Linked DNA regions of Sus scrofa: all the other regions are linked to region 2. A link is a contact called in public Hi-C and HiChIP or PLAC-seq data. All regions are on one chromosome and are shown on one strand. Each heading gives the region's core, a stretch centred on a gene start, on an enhancer-like site or on the middle of the called end of the contact. The rest is flanking DNA. Distances are from core to core; before and after follow the strand shown.

Region 1 (4,443 bases), core at 402-2,901, 190 kb before region 2:
GATCCCTGGGCTCCCTCAGGAGGTTAAGGATCCAGTGTTGTTGTAAGCTGTGGTGTAGGTCACAGATGTGGCTTGGATCTGGCGTTGCTGTGGCGGAGGCTGGCAGCTGTAGCTCCAATTTGACCTCTAACCTGGGAACCTCCATATGCTGAGGGTGCAGCCCTAAAAAAAAAAAAAAAAAGACAAAAAAAAAGCATTGACATAAATATTTGTATGTGAAAATATGGAGGAGAAGGTCGATCAAAAGATGAATGACTGTGGTCCTGGTGTGGCACAATGGGATTGTCTGAGTCTCTGAAGACCTGAGGCGCAGTCTCCGGCCCCAGCCTGGCACAGTGGATTAAGCATCCTGAATTGCCGCAGTGTAGGTCCCAACTGTAGAGGTGGCAACTGGGCTTGATCCCTGGCCCAGGAACTCCATATGCCACGGGGCAGCCAAAAAAGAAGAAAAAAGAATAATTGTTTCAGCCATTGAACAAATCACATTCCAGTAAGAAGCACAGACAAGTAATTGCAGCAAATCTTTTTAATGCCTGTCAAATAGGTGTCCTGACAAAGCAATTGCCATTTTTACATTTATAATGGATAAGCAATGAGGTCCTAGTAAATAGCACAGGAAACTATATCCAGTTTCTTGGGATAGACCATGAAGGAATATAAGAAAAGGAATGTATACATATGTATGACTGGCTCACTCTGCTGTAACAGCAGAAAGTGACACAAGACTGTAAATCAAATATACCTTAATTAAAGTGAAAAAATTTAAAAAAAGAAAAAGCACCTGCCAAGCCACCACGTTCATTTTGTCAAACACCCTTAATGCTCACAATTCGTATGAGGTCGGTATACAAAGTCTCTTACAATCTGAACCTAATCTAATTTTCAACTTCATTCTAGAGATAAATTCCGACGCCCAGGTCATGCCAGCTTCCTATGAGACTGAGTTCTGTTTTTACTAGATATGCTAATTCCCGGCCTGTCCCTTATACCCAAGAATCCCTCTGCTTCCCAACACAGTGCTGCAAAGAGCGCGGGCTCCCGCAAACAGACGTCGGTCGAAAAGCATTCTAACTTAAGTTTCATCAAGTTCAATTTAGGGGTTTCAGAAAAGAAAAGGCTGAGAAACTTGCTTGAAAGTCAGAGGTTGGGGGTGGACCATTTGGCTCTCCCCCTAAAGCAAAATGAGTTCTTTTAAAGGGTGTTTCTGTGACAGCGGGGTCTACCGAGCAGGAGCAGAATTCTAAGAGTGAGGAACGAACTATAACACATGTCTCTCCCTTCATCCCTTTCCTCCTTTCGAGGATAAGAGGACGTGAGGCGAATCAGGATCCCAGCTCCGCTCCACGCCTCCCTCCAGCCAGCGTCCCTACCACCGCGCCCGGGCCTCTAGCGTCCCCGCACCGCATTCCTACCTCCTCGATGTAGGCCGGCGGGTCCCGCTTGATAAGATTCTGTAACTGCGGCAGGTTGCTGGGCAGCTTATTATTGTTTCTGCTAGACATGTTCGCTGCTGACTGGCTACGCAGCGAGCAATTTAAGAGAACCCACACGGCTGGCAACCGCCTACCGCCTCAGCTACCGCCAGGAATCGCGCTTCCGTGTATGACCGGAAACAGCACATGGGAAGCTCAGCAGGCGGCGCCATCTTGGCTCCTAAAGAGAGCTTGACTACGGGAGCCTCAGAGTGTCAAACTTGCTCTCAGTGCCGAAATGCTCCATTGTGATTTATGCAAGATTTCTTTTCCCCCACCCCGCCCCAGCCAACGTTTAAGTAATCTGAAATGCGAATATTTTGTTCACACAGTAACTTTTTTTTTGTGTGTCTTTTTTTTTTTTTTTGCTATTTCTTGGGCCGTTCCCGCGGCATATGGAGGTTCCCAGGCTAGGGGTTGAATCGGAGCTGCAGCCACCAGCCTACGCCAGAGCCACAGCAACGCTGGATCCGAGCCGCGTCTGCAACCTACACCACAGCTCACAGCAACGCTGGATCGTTAACCCACTGAGCAAGGGCAGGGACCGAACCCGCAACCTCATGGTTCCTAGTCGGATTCGTTAACCACTGCGCCACGACGGGAACTCCCCCAGTAACTTATTTCATTATCCCAACATTCCTTATGAAACAGACATGAGAATAGATTTTTTTTCCTTTTTAAAATCCCAAAGCCTTAAAGTTAGAAACTAAAAATATCCGTTGAGAATAGATAGCACTATCCTATTTTAGAGAAGGGGAAAAATATCAATGTGGGGTGTAAATTAGTTTTCCTATATAATTTAAAATACCTGTTTTTGTTTTGTTTTTAATTGTTTCTACCCAGCCTGACACAGACAAGGAGGGAAAACGGTGGTCTGAGTAAAATGTGGTCGTATCCATTGATTTAAAATGCAAATGAATTTGTATTTAAGAACCAACTGTTGGAGTTCCCGTCGTGGCTCAGCAGTTAACTAACCCAACTAGCGGGTTTTAATCCCTGGCCTCACTCAGTGGGTGAAGGATCTGGCTTTGCTGTGCGTGAGCTGTGGTGTAGATCGCAGAGGCAGCTCTGATCCAGCGTTGCTGTGGCTCTGGCATAGGCCTGCCAGCTCAGATTTGACCCCTAACATGGGAATCTTCATATGCAATGAGTGCAGCACTAAAAAGACAAAAAAAAAAAAAAGTTAAAAAACCAGCTATTGGTTAGTAGATGCAAATTACTGCATTTGGAGTGGATAAGCAATGAGATCCTGCTGTATAGCACAGGGAGCTGTATCTCATCACTTGTGATGGAACATGATGGATGATGTGAGAAAAAGAATGTGTATATATATATATTTATATATGACGGGTCACTTCTGTACAGCAGAAACTGATAAGTACTGGGGGAATGAATTAATGAAATAGGGTGTTGTTAATATAGACACTTGATCACTCACCCTGTGTCAAGCACTCTTCCAAGCACTTGACTTGTACTTAATCCTGAGACCAGCCCTCTAAAATAAGCACTATAATTATCTGCACTTTGCAGATGAGGAAACAGGCACAGACATGTTGACTGCCTAAGTTCATAGCAGGTGAGGAAGCTGAGAGTTCAATCCAGGCAGTCTTGATTGTAGCCTGTAGAAAAAAGTAGCCTGATAGTTGTCAGCTGCTAAGCTGGTCTGGCACCAGTAGATGGACAGTAGTATTTCCCTGCTTAACATAAGCAATTTCACAGACACCAGCTTTGGTCCAGGTCATCTGTGGCCACGTTGGAATGAGCCAAAAACAAGACAACTTAGTAATCACATGGAGGCACAAGCAAAATCAAGAATAATGTTCAAACCACGTTGAGTTTTTCAGCAACATTTGGATAATGATTATTTGTTTATTAATCATTGAATCAGGTACTTGTGAGGTTATTAAGGTGTAAATATAAGCAATAAATCTTTTTTTTTAAAAAGCCCACTCAGATTTTAAATTTAAAAAATTTGGTCGATTGGATCAGTGAGGATAAAAAGCATTCTCAAAACAAAAGATATTGAAATTATTTAATGTAATTCCCATCAAAATCATAAGCTTATGTACTATGAATGTTGTACTTATGTACTAAGTCACTAAAATGTGACTTATGAATAAAATATTCAGGCCATGTGGCAAGCTTTTACTCACAGTCTGTATATCAGGCACTAGGGTAAATACTTTGAATACAAAAATAAATAAGGCATGGGCATTTGCCCTAAGGAAACTAATAAAGGAGAGAAATAGACAAACACTCTTAAAATGAATAAACATGTTCCTATAATACAGCAGTGGAAGCAATAGAGAAGACATCCTAACCCAGAGGATCAGAATCTTACAGTCATGGTACTAATAGATTGAAATTCTGAAAGGAGGAGCGAAAGAAAGTCTTCTACATAAAGAAAATAGCCAACGTAAAGGGGCAAATGCTTGACAAAGTCTGGTGTGACTGAAGGTTGGGGGTGGGGAGTGCGGCAGGGAAGATGCTGAGGAAAATGAGTCAGGTGAGAGTATTTGGTTCTGATGGTAAAAGCCTTCACAAGCTAATCTAAGAAGGGTATATAGGTCACTCATTTTACCCCTAAACACCCTGAAGCAGGATTTTTTTTTTTTTGATAGATGAGAATACTAAGACTGAGAGCAGTTAAATACATACATATTTTAATTGACAGGACATTGTAAATCAACTATAATAGAAGAAATAAAAAATGTAAAAAAATACATATGTAGTTTTAAAATGTTAAATAATGGCTATATTATGTGTAATGCAATGTACATATGTTTAGTGTGTATTATCCAGATCAACACAAGAAAACACTATTGCTGTATTTAGTCTTAAAATAGTAAAGGTAGGAGTTCCCGTCGTGGTGCAGCAGAAACAAATCCGACTAGGAACCATGAGGTTTCAGGTTTGATCCCTGGCCTCACTCAGTGGGTTAAGGATCCGGTCTTGCCATGAGCTGTGGTGT
Region 2 (4,343 bases), core at 1,551-4,050:
TTGAACCATTAGTGCTCCCTGAGTTATGCCACAGACTTCTGGGATTCTAACCTTTAATCTCATGTATTTCTGGCATAAGAGACAGATTTGTCAATATTGTAACACAAAATATAAGAAGGAAAATGAAGACTCAACCCATTGGTGGTAATCACATAATTCTGTCTTAGAAAATTATTCAAGAATAGACTACATGTTGCATGCAGGCACAACCAAATATTCTACTACTTGTAGGTTCTACTGCAATACTACAAATTGTAAACAATTTGATAAGTACCACCTAACATACTGAACATTGTTCCTAATCTTTTTCATTACTTATAAATTTCATAGAAAAACTAAGATATATTCTGAATTGGCTATGCAATAAAAACATTAGTAACTATCCTAACATACTCCTAATACGAAAAATGTTTATTAGTAATAATGGATCTGCAAGGATAAAAAAAAGTAAACAAGAATGTCTATCAGTCCTATTGCTGAAGACTAAGTTAATGTACATAAAAGTCGTTAAAACACAGTTATATTATCGCAACTCAGAACTGAACAGTAATAACTCCAAATGAACATGAAATCAAGCAAATACCAAAGGTTTATTTATTGTTGAATCAAGAGCTGGGTAGGTTTGTTTGGAAACATAAATTTCAAAACAATGTTTCTCTTTTACCCAGTGCCAATTTTAAGCAAAGAGGGGAAAGTAAACATACCAAACAACAGTGATGTGTGATCATTTTAAATATACCTTAATGATAATGGATTATTTCATCTTTGGAATTTTCAAGTATCCTTCAAAACTTTTTCAAATTGAATGCAAATTGCAAAAAAAAAAAAAAGTGATTGCACAAAATGCCAAATTTCTCAAATAAGTCTCATGGAAAAGACATGTTTACCAAATGCATATAATTGGCATGGGCATACACAGTGGAATGTAAGAGAATATGGACAATAAATTCATATACGAGCAGCTGAGGAACAAGACTTTTTCTATAGGGTCACTGTAGGCGAGGTACACATACCTGTTTTAAATTTATGTATATAAATAAATATACACACACAGAGAATAGTTTGTATTTTGCACAATTTGCAATGAGCTTCAAACAATCCATATAGTTACCAAAATCTTCATAATTAGCTTTTTGAGTGCAAAGATGTCTAGCCTACCTTTTAGAACTCAATGTTATCTGACAAATTAAGATACTCTCTGATCACTTCTCAAAAAATCCACTTAAGACTTGGAGGTTCTTTCAATAATTACATTATCTTATAGAAATGTATCCTCATCTGCTTAGTTGACCAAAAAAATAATTATTGTTACACAGGTTAAAAAACAAGACAGGTTGCTGCTGTTCGTATAAGACTTGTTTCTCTCAGGAAACACAAAGACAATCAAATGAAATTCCAATGAAAGGTGCAGGAAAAGTGGAGAAAAAAACGACCGCAGAAGTCCAAGAATTTCAGGAAAATGGGTCTGACTGTTGATCTTATACTTTAAAAGAGATATCTAATAATTTGGAAGATGTATTCTATTCCCAATAATAACGTACTCCAAATTCTTATCACTTGGAAGGTACAGTCTGTTCAATTAAATGCAAATTTAACAGACGAAGATAATAACTTGAAAGGTTTCTCAAAATCAAATCTTTTTAAGAGTCAAAACTTGATACAAATGTTTTTAAATCGACATTAGGAAACTAATTTCCTTTCCTTATTAGACAAGTCACTGTTCTTTCCCAAACTCTAGCAACTACAAAATATTCTTGGACTCCAGCTCCCAACATTCGTTACACAGACGGCCCGCATATCTACCTGCACTTGCCAGACTGTTACCAAAATTGAAAGGAGTCGCCGAAGTAGTAGAAACACCGAAATTCCCAATATTAAAGTTCACTGCAGGATTAGCAGTTAATCCGAAACCCCCAAAATTAAACCCACTGGCGGTGGAGTTGGCAGTCTCAAGCCCACCAAATCCTGATAGGCGTGTAGGCAAAGAAAATTTTAAAAGGGGAGAGGGGAAAGAAGGAAGAAGAAAAAGAAAAGAAAGCAAGATAAGGATTAGAAGAGTCAGCAGGAGGTTTCACAGAGTGAACAAAGACAAACCCTGACTTGGCTCCAAACGAATTAAGAAAGCGGAGGAGGCGGGGCAGGAGAAGGAGCAGGTACGTGCAGTCCCGCAGCAAGAGCCAGAGGGGCCAGGGCCGAGGGAGCCGCAGAGCAGCCCGGAGGTTCTCCAGCGCTACCCTCGCCGCCCAGCAGCGGGAAGCACCCGAGCGCGCCCGCCGGTCCCGGAGCCCGGGAAGGGGAGGGGATGAGAGGGCGGGCCCGGCAAAGGGAGCGAGGAGCCGCCTCCAGCCTCTTGGAATCCGTCTCCCCGGTGGCGGGAAGCGAGCGCTAGAAGGGGTGGGCCATGCGGGGACCCACCCGATGCACGCGAGCTCCCAGCTGGGCCTCTATCCCCCGCGTGGCCTCCTCAGGAGCCGTCTCGGCCCGCTCGGCCGCCGCCTGCCTTTTCCAAAGCCCCTAAAATCTGCGCGCGGGCAGGAGACCCCAGGTTCCCCCAAGCTCAAGAGTCTCGGACCCAAGGCCTCCCCTTTTCCCCGGGAGAAGGTCTGGGGGGAATGACTCACCCGCGGGGGCTGCGGTGGCTGCAGCGGTACCTGAGCTGCCCGAGGGAGCCGCAAAGTTGAAAGCCATGTCGCGGGAGCAGGGGACCAAGGTGCTGCTGCGGGCCTGCTCCCGCGACACTTGGTGCGCTTGGCTTTTCGATCCGGCAGGGAAACCGCGCCAGGAGTACGGAGTTCCGCCCCTTTCTGACCCAGCCTAAGAGGCCGGAACGTTCGAAAAGCGTAGGGGGCGGAGGATGGAGAGGGAACGCCCCTGGCTGGCTAGCTTCCGGGACCTGGCGGCTCCACGCGGCGTGGGGCGTCACAACCAGCGTGACACGCTGGAAAGCTCACCCCGGCGTGCGGCCCGAGGACTCTTGGAGAAGATGCGCAAAAGGCTGACTACAAGTGTGCAATGAAGGCAGGGTAGCAGAGAAAGCTAAATCCTCGTTCTTCCCAGTGGAGAGTCAGTGGTTATCAAAACTGAAAACTCACGAAACAGCTTGTTTGTCACTTAGAGCCGTGGGGTAGTAGTGGGAAAAAAAAAAAAAAAACAGGCTAAAAGTGCCTCTGAGAATGATATCCAAGTAGCTTTGGGTGTTTCTGTTTCGTTTTGTTTTAGAATTCTTAGTAGAAACTTTGTAGAATTATTTGATTCTTCTATTTATATGCTTGTATAACTTTAATAAAAATAAAAACAAACCATTGTGTCTATCAAAATCATAGTTGTCCTTGGATCTAGCAATGCTGTTTCTAGGAATTGATCTTGTAAATGATTTGGCAAAATTAGTGGCCTGCAAGGTTACCTGTTCCAGCATTTTTTATAACAAATGATTCGAAACAAACCTCAGTTTGCTTAAATAGTTGCATTCATACAAAGGAATACTATTCAGCTATGCAGTGGGAACACTCAAGCTCTTCAGGTACAGAAAAGAAAGATCTTAAAAGTAAATGATACAAACACAATTTAGAGCACAGTACATGGTATTCTACAATTTGGGAAAAAAGGAGGGCCTGAATATATAATTACCCACATTCATATACAATATTCCTGGAAAGATACATTTTAAAAATGAATAGCAGTGGTTGCCTCTGTTTTTGTTTTTTGTCTTTTCTAAGGTGGCACCCGAGGCATATGGAGGTTCCCAGGCTAGGGGTCCAATCGGAGCTATTGCTGCTGGCCTACACCTGAGCCACAGCAACACCAGATCCAAGCCACGTCTGTGACCTACACCACAGCTCACGGCAACTCCGGATCCTTAACTCACTGAGAGAGGCCAGGGATGGAACCCTGCAACCTCATGGTTCCTAGTCGGATTCATTAACCACTGAGCCATGACGGGAACTCCAGCTTTGGTTGCCTCTGAAAAGATGAATTGGGTGGCAAGGAGATGGATGAAGACTCTGCAGTATAAACACCTCTTATAGTTTTTGAAAATGTAAATGGTTTACCTAACAAAAAAATTAAATAATGCTAATAGTGGTCCTTGGTCCTAGTGAGAAGGCTGATTGATGGATGAGGACAGCAGGAACGGAGGCTGAGATGAGCAGGCGGACTTGATGATTGATGGGGTATGGAGAGGCGAAGAAGAAGCTGTCCCGCAAGAGTCCCTGGTCCCTGGCTTGCAGAGCAGGGCCCACTGTAATGTCCTTCCCCAGTTGTGGGAATTTGGGAAGAAGACAGGAAAAATGCGTTCCTGTCTTTACTGGGTTTGAGGACAACCTGGCTGAGATCCAGCAGGTGCT
Region 3 (4,666 bases), core at 2,048-4,547, 150 kb after region 2:
AAAGAACATTATTTGCAATTGTACAGTGATAAACACGGTACTGTTAGAGCTATAAGGATGTTTTTAGAATATGTGGGCTGTAGACTTTTAAAAAATATAATAGTGAGTGGAGTATTTTTTTTTTTTGAAAGCAGCAACCCAGAAATCAGTGTGTCAACATTCAAGTTTAGAAAAGTCAAATAAATAATGCTCTTCAAAAACGTTGCATGATAAATCTGAAACAATGTAAAAAGAATTCTAAGTTGGGAAGAATTAAATCTTTGTTATATTTTTAATAAATGAAATAGCAATTGATGACAGTAAATCTTTATGAAGGGCCTTCCAGTTATCAGAATTGAATTGTGGGGTTTTCACTCCAGGATTTTACAGAGCTTCTGGAATTTCATTCATTAGCACGTCGATAAAAAACTTTGATGAAGCAACAGCTAAAGTTATCAGTAAGGAAATAAAGAGAAATGTTCAAGGATTTTCACATTATTTATATAATCACTCTATTGGCTTTAGAGTTTGTGAAATTTAAGGACACCCTATATTTGACATTAAGTTTTACTGTGACAAAAGGAGATGAAATAATTCTAAATTTTTCTACAAAATTGAGACTTAAAAATTGGATCTAGATTTCCTGCTGTGGCGCAGTGGGTTAAGGAGCCACTGTGCCACAACTGCAGCGGCTCGAATTGCTGTGGAGATGAGGGTTCAGTTCCTGGCTTGGTGCAGTGGGTTAAGTATCTGGCATTTCCACAGCTGTGGCTCAGATTCATTCCCTGTGCTGGAAACTTCTATATGCTGTGGATCTGATTGCAAGTTGCTGTGTCTGTGGCATAGGCTGGTAGCTGCAGCTTCCATTCAGCCCCTAGCCCAGGAACTTCCATATGCCACAGGTGGGGCCCTAAAAAAGAAAAAAAAAAGAGAGAATGTTATTTTATATAGTGACATTCATTTTCTTAAAAACAGCTTTGCTACCACTTCTTATTTCATTCATACTCATCTCAAGATTAGTTTTATTATCATAAAGCTGCCTGGATTGAAATGTACGTCTGGTTGTCAGTGGTTTTAAACTTTAGAGGTCTTTAAAAAGTTCATCGTCAATTCCCTAATTAGTTTAAGAAAAGAAATCTGGGAGTTCCCATTGTGGCTCAGTGGGTTAAGAATCCAACTAGTACCCATGAGGATTTGGGTTTGATCCCTGGCCTTGCTCAGTGGGTTAAGGATCTGGTGGGCATAGGTTGCAGATGCAGCTTGGATCCTGCTTTGTGGTGGCTGTGGTGTAGGTTGGCAGCTGCCGCTCCAATTTGACCCCTAGCCTGGGAACTTCCTTCCATTTGCCACAGGTTCGGCCCTAAAAAAAAAGAAAAAGATAAAATTTACTTGACAAAAAAACCCAAATCTGCATCTTCATTGTACTTTAAAAATGCAGGTAAAATCCATATAAAGAGGTTAACAGTACTGCTTCAGACTGTGACCACGTGAAGCTTTTAATTCATTTACTTAATCTGTACTTTTTTTTTTTTTTTTTTTTTTTTTTTTTGCTTTGCCCCCAGAATGTGGAACTTCCTGGCCAGGGATCAAACCTGAGCTACAGCAGTGACCTGAGCCACTGCAGTGACAATTCCAGATCTTTAACCCACTTCACTGCAAGGGAACTCCTCAACCTGTACTATACTTTTTGAGGGATGGCTTCAGGAGTGTTTCAGGTGCCAGGAATTCAGCAGAAAACAAAGGATAATACATCCTGCTGTCAATAAACCCTGCTTTTACATTTTTCTTTTCTGGCTTCACCCTCAGCATAAGGAATTTTCAGGGCCCAGGACTGAATCTGGATCCTTAACCCATTGCACCAGGCCGGGGATTGAACCGGCAATGCCACAGACACAAGTCAGATCATTTACCCACTGTGCCACAGCAGCAACTCCTAGTACATTGTAAGGAGAGGAAAGTGGAATTAGGCAGAACAAATCCATGGATTCTACACTGTATTAGATTTGGTGTCCTAAATGGTAAGGAGAAAAATAAGGCAGGAAAAGGGCACATGGAGAAGGGGATGTATGTAATTGCAATGGGGATTATCAAGGGCAGATGACATTGTGCAAAAAAGAAGAGGGAAAGGGAGAGAGGCTGGATGTCTGGATGGCTATCTGCAGGAAGGATGACTCAGCCAGGGAGGAGGAGATGGAGATGAGCTGGGAGAGGACCTGGGGGACAGATGCTATCCTTCTGAAAGGTTTTTGCTAGGAGATGTAGAGCAATTGGAGAGTCTTGAGCAGAAGCCCAGAAGATGGGAGTGTTTAGACAGGATCATTCAGACTGCTGCTTTGAAATGATGTAGGGACTCAAGGGTGGAAGTGGGGATCCCTGGGCCAGGTGATGGCAGTAATCCAGGAGAAACGTAATGGTGGCAGAGCAGGGTGGCACTCGCTGCAGGGAGAAGTAAAATTCTGAATATATTTCGAAGAAACAAGACCAGAATTTGCCACTGCCTCCAATGAGTGGGGGTAAAAAGAGGGTAAGATGACACTTTTTAGCAAGGAGAAAGGATGTGGTCGCCACTTCCTGGGATGAAGTGGGAGCAAGGAACAGTTTTGGGCATGTCAGATTTGAGTGAGCTGGGTTTGAGACGTCTGTTAGCATCGAAAAAGCAGGCCCAAGCTGGCTTGGTCTCCTTCCCCACTTTCCCTCTCCCCCTGACCTTTTGATGATAGGGGCTGTGACCTGAGCCAAAGCACCAGCATCAGCAGCTCTACTGGCCCAGTCTTGCAACCTGTCAGGGACTTCTGTCTGCTCGTGCACGGGGCACATTTGAGCGATTTGTTTTACCAGAGAAGCCATCGTAGTAATTACTCCAAGGCGAATATCTGCCAGCTGTGGCCTTAGCAGTTGGATGTAGGAGCGTGTAGGTCAAGGAAATGGCTCTCCCTGCAGATACAAATATGGGGATCATTAGCTTGAAGCTGGTGGGTAAAGCCACCAGATTGGCAGAAGAGTGAATTTAGAAAGCAATGTATATAATTCTTAGTTCCCAGGGTGGTGGTGGTTGTGTGAGAATCAAACTAAATAAATACATTAACACCAGGCACACCCACAGCACTTAAAAGGCCTTTGCAATTTTTATTAATAAACCCGTCTGCAGAAACCTGCCTCTGGGCAACATCCAGTCCAGTCTGGAGGGCGCGCATTTTGTGACAACCACGCACCCCAAAAAGAGGTCGAGGAAGAAGCAATGACTGGATGTGTTTGAGATGACTGGCATTTACTGATGGATGATCTTAGCCCAATCCCTTCCTTTTCCGGGTGGGAAGGCGGAGGCTTGCGGAGACCAAGTGCAGCTAACGGGCGGCGGAATGGAAGTTCTACCGCACCCGCTGTGCTCTGGATCTACCCCAGCTCACCCGCCCCAGCCCCGCTCGTCTCCGACGCACATCGGCGTCTTCCGCGTCGAAGTTCTAGGAAGCTCCGGCTTCTATGTGGCCGCGCTGCTGCTGAATGTTTGTAAAGAGGAGGCGGCGAGGTGCCCGGAACTGCCCCAAGCAGGGCTGGGCCTGGCGGGCAGCTGCAGCGGGAAGAGCAGGCGGCGTGGCCGGCGCGGGTTGGCGCGCGGAAGCCGTGCGCCCTGGGGTCCTCAGCCATGCGGGACGCACTTGGACCCGGACGCCCAGTGCTCCCGGCCGCCGGCGACCGGCGGGGTCGGGAAGGGAAGAGGTTGGAGAAGGAGGGCGCTCGCGTATCCGCCGGGCCGGAGCCTGGGGCTGCAGCCCCGGGGCGGGGAGTGGGGCGGGGCTGGGAAAGTTGAGTGTTAGTCGCGGAGGGCTGGGCTCCGCGTGGGAGCGCCTGCGGCCAGGGACCGTAAAAGGCTGGAGCGGGTTGGGTAGGTGTGGCTCTGCCTGCGTGACCCGAGCCCGGGCCTCGATCGCCGTCGTCTCCCGCAGCTGCGGCCTCTCAGCCATGGGCGCCGTCTGGTCTGCCCTGCTGGTCGGAGGGGGTCTGGCCGGAGCGCTTTTCGTTTGGCTGCTGCGGGACACGGGAAAGGAGGGGGACGCGGAGCAGCGGAAGGACGCTCCTTCAGGGGAGGCGGCGGCTCCGGGAGGCGATCAGGGTGGCGGCGGCGGACTGAGCCCTGGACCTTCTAGGCGGGAGCCGGTCACCAAACCAGGTATTCTTCCTCCCTGGTCTTGAGGGCAGATCACCAGGGGGGTTAGAAGTTCCCCGAGGGAAGGAAAACCCCGTCTGGAGTTCCGTGGCGGCCCATACCCGGGGGCTAGCTTCCCTCACCCAGGAGTGGACCCTCCCCGCGGCCCGATTTCCCCCCAGCTGGTGTGCACGCGCCGGGCGGGTTCTCGCCTCCAGCGAGGCGAGGCCCAGGAGATGCCCTGGCGGTTCGTCCAGGGCCGCGCCCCGCTGAGTCGCTGCCCTCAGCTCCAGCCCGCGGGGACCTGCCCCTGCCCCTCCGGCGGGGTTGGGTTCCTCCGCTTGGCGGCGCTTGGTGCAGTGCGGGCGGCTGCGGCGGCGGCGCCCCTTCCGGGCCTTCGGAAAGGAATGCTTCGGGTTAGGGGATCCCGCCACCCTCTCCAGTATCTGACGGAGCAGGAACCCAGTCTCAGCCCCAATCCCATAGCCTCATGACCTCCCCTCCTTCGCCTCAAAAGAACCGCGTTTGGGGACGCCAGAGCAG

What was found. A called contact is a pair of places that touch in the nucleus more often than the background predicts. HiChIP or PLAC-seq counts read pairs in DNA pulled down with a chosen protein or histone mark.
Region 1: an H3K27ac HiChIP or PLAC-seq map of skeletal muscle shows a contact between it and region 2. The contact joins the promoter of SDAD1 here to the promoter of NUP54 in region 2. A contact is called at or near these places in 1 of 5 promoter capture datasets (liver), 5 of 47 Hi-C or Micro-C datasets (brain, heart right ventricle, liver and 1 more) and 2 of 2 datasets of contacts at active chromatin or transcription factors (alveolar macrophages and skeletal muscle).
Region 3: a contact with region 2 is called in a Hi-C map of skeletal muscle, with 6 times the contacts expected there. The contact joins the promoter of STBD1 here to the promoter of NUP54 in region 2. A contact is called at or near these places in 1 of 5 promoter capture datasets (liver), 2 of 47 Hi-C or Micro-C datasets (both in skeletal muscle) and 1 of 2 datasets of contacts at active chromatin or transcription factors (skeletal muscle).

The regions. Positions count from the first base shown.
Region 1 is chr8:71,645,201-71,649,643 of Sscrofa11.1, forward strand. It overlaps SDAD1 (protein SDA1 homolog), which reads right to left and starts at 1,652. Exons shown (of 22, transcript XM_003129088.4): 1 at 1,413-1,652. The coding sequence starts at 1,502.
Region 2 is chr8:71,830,380-71,834,722 of Sscrofa11.1, forward strand. NUP54 (nucleoporin p54) reads right to left here and starts at 2,801. Exons shown (of 12, transcript XM_003129118.6): 1 at 2,622-2,801. The coding sequence starts at 2,688.
Region 3 is chr8:71,979,690-71,984,355 of Sscrofa11.1, forward strand. STBD1 (starch-binding domain-containing protein 1) reads left to right here and starts at 3,298. Exons shown (of 2, transcript XM_003129093.4): 1 at 3,298-4,147. The coding sequence starts at 3,481.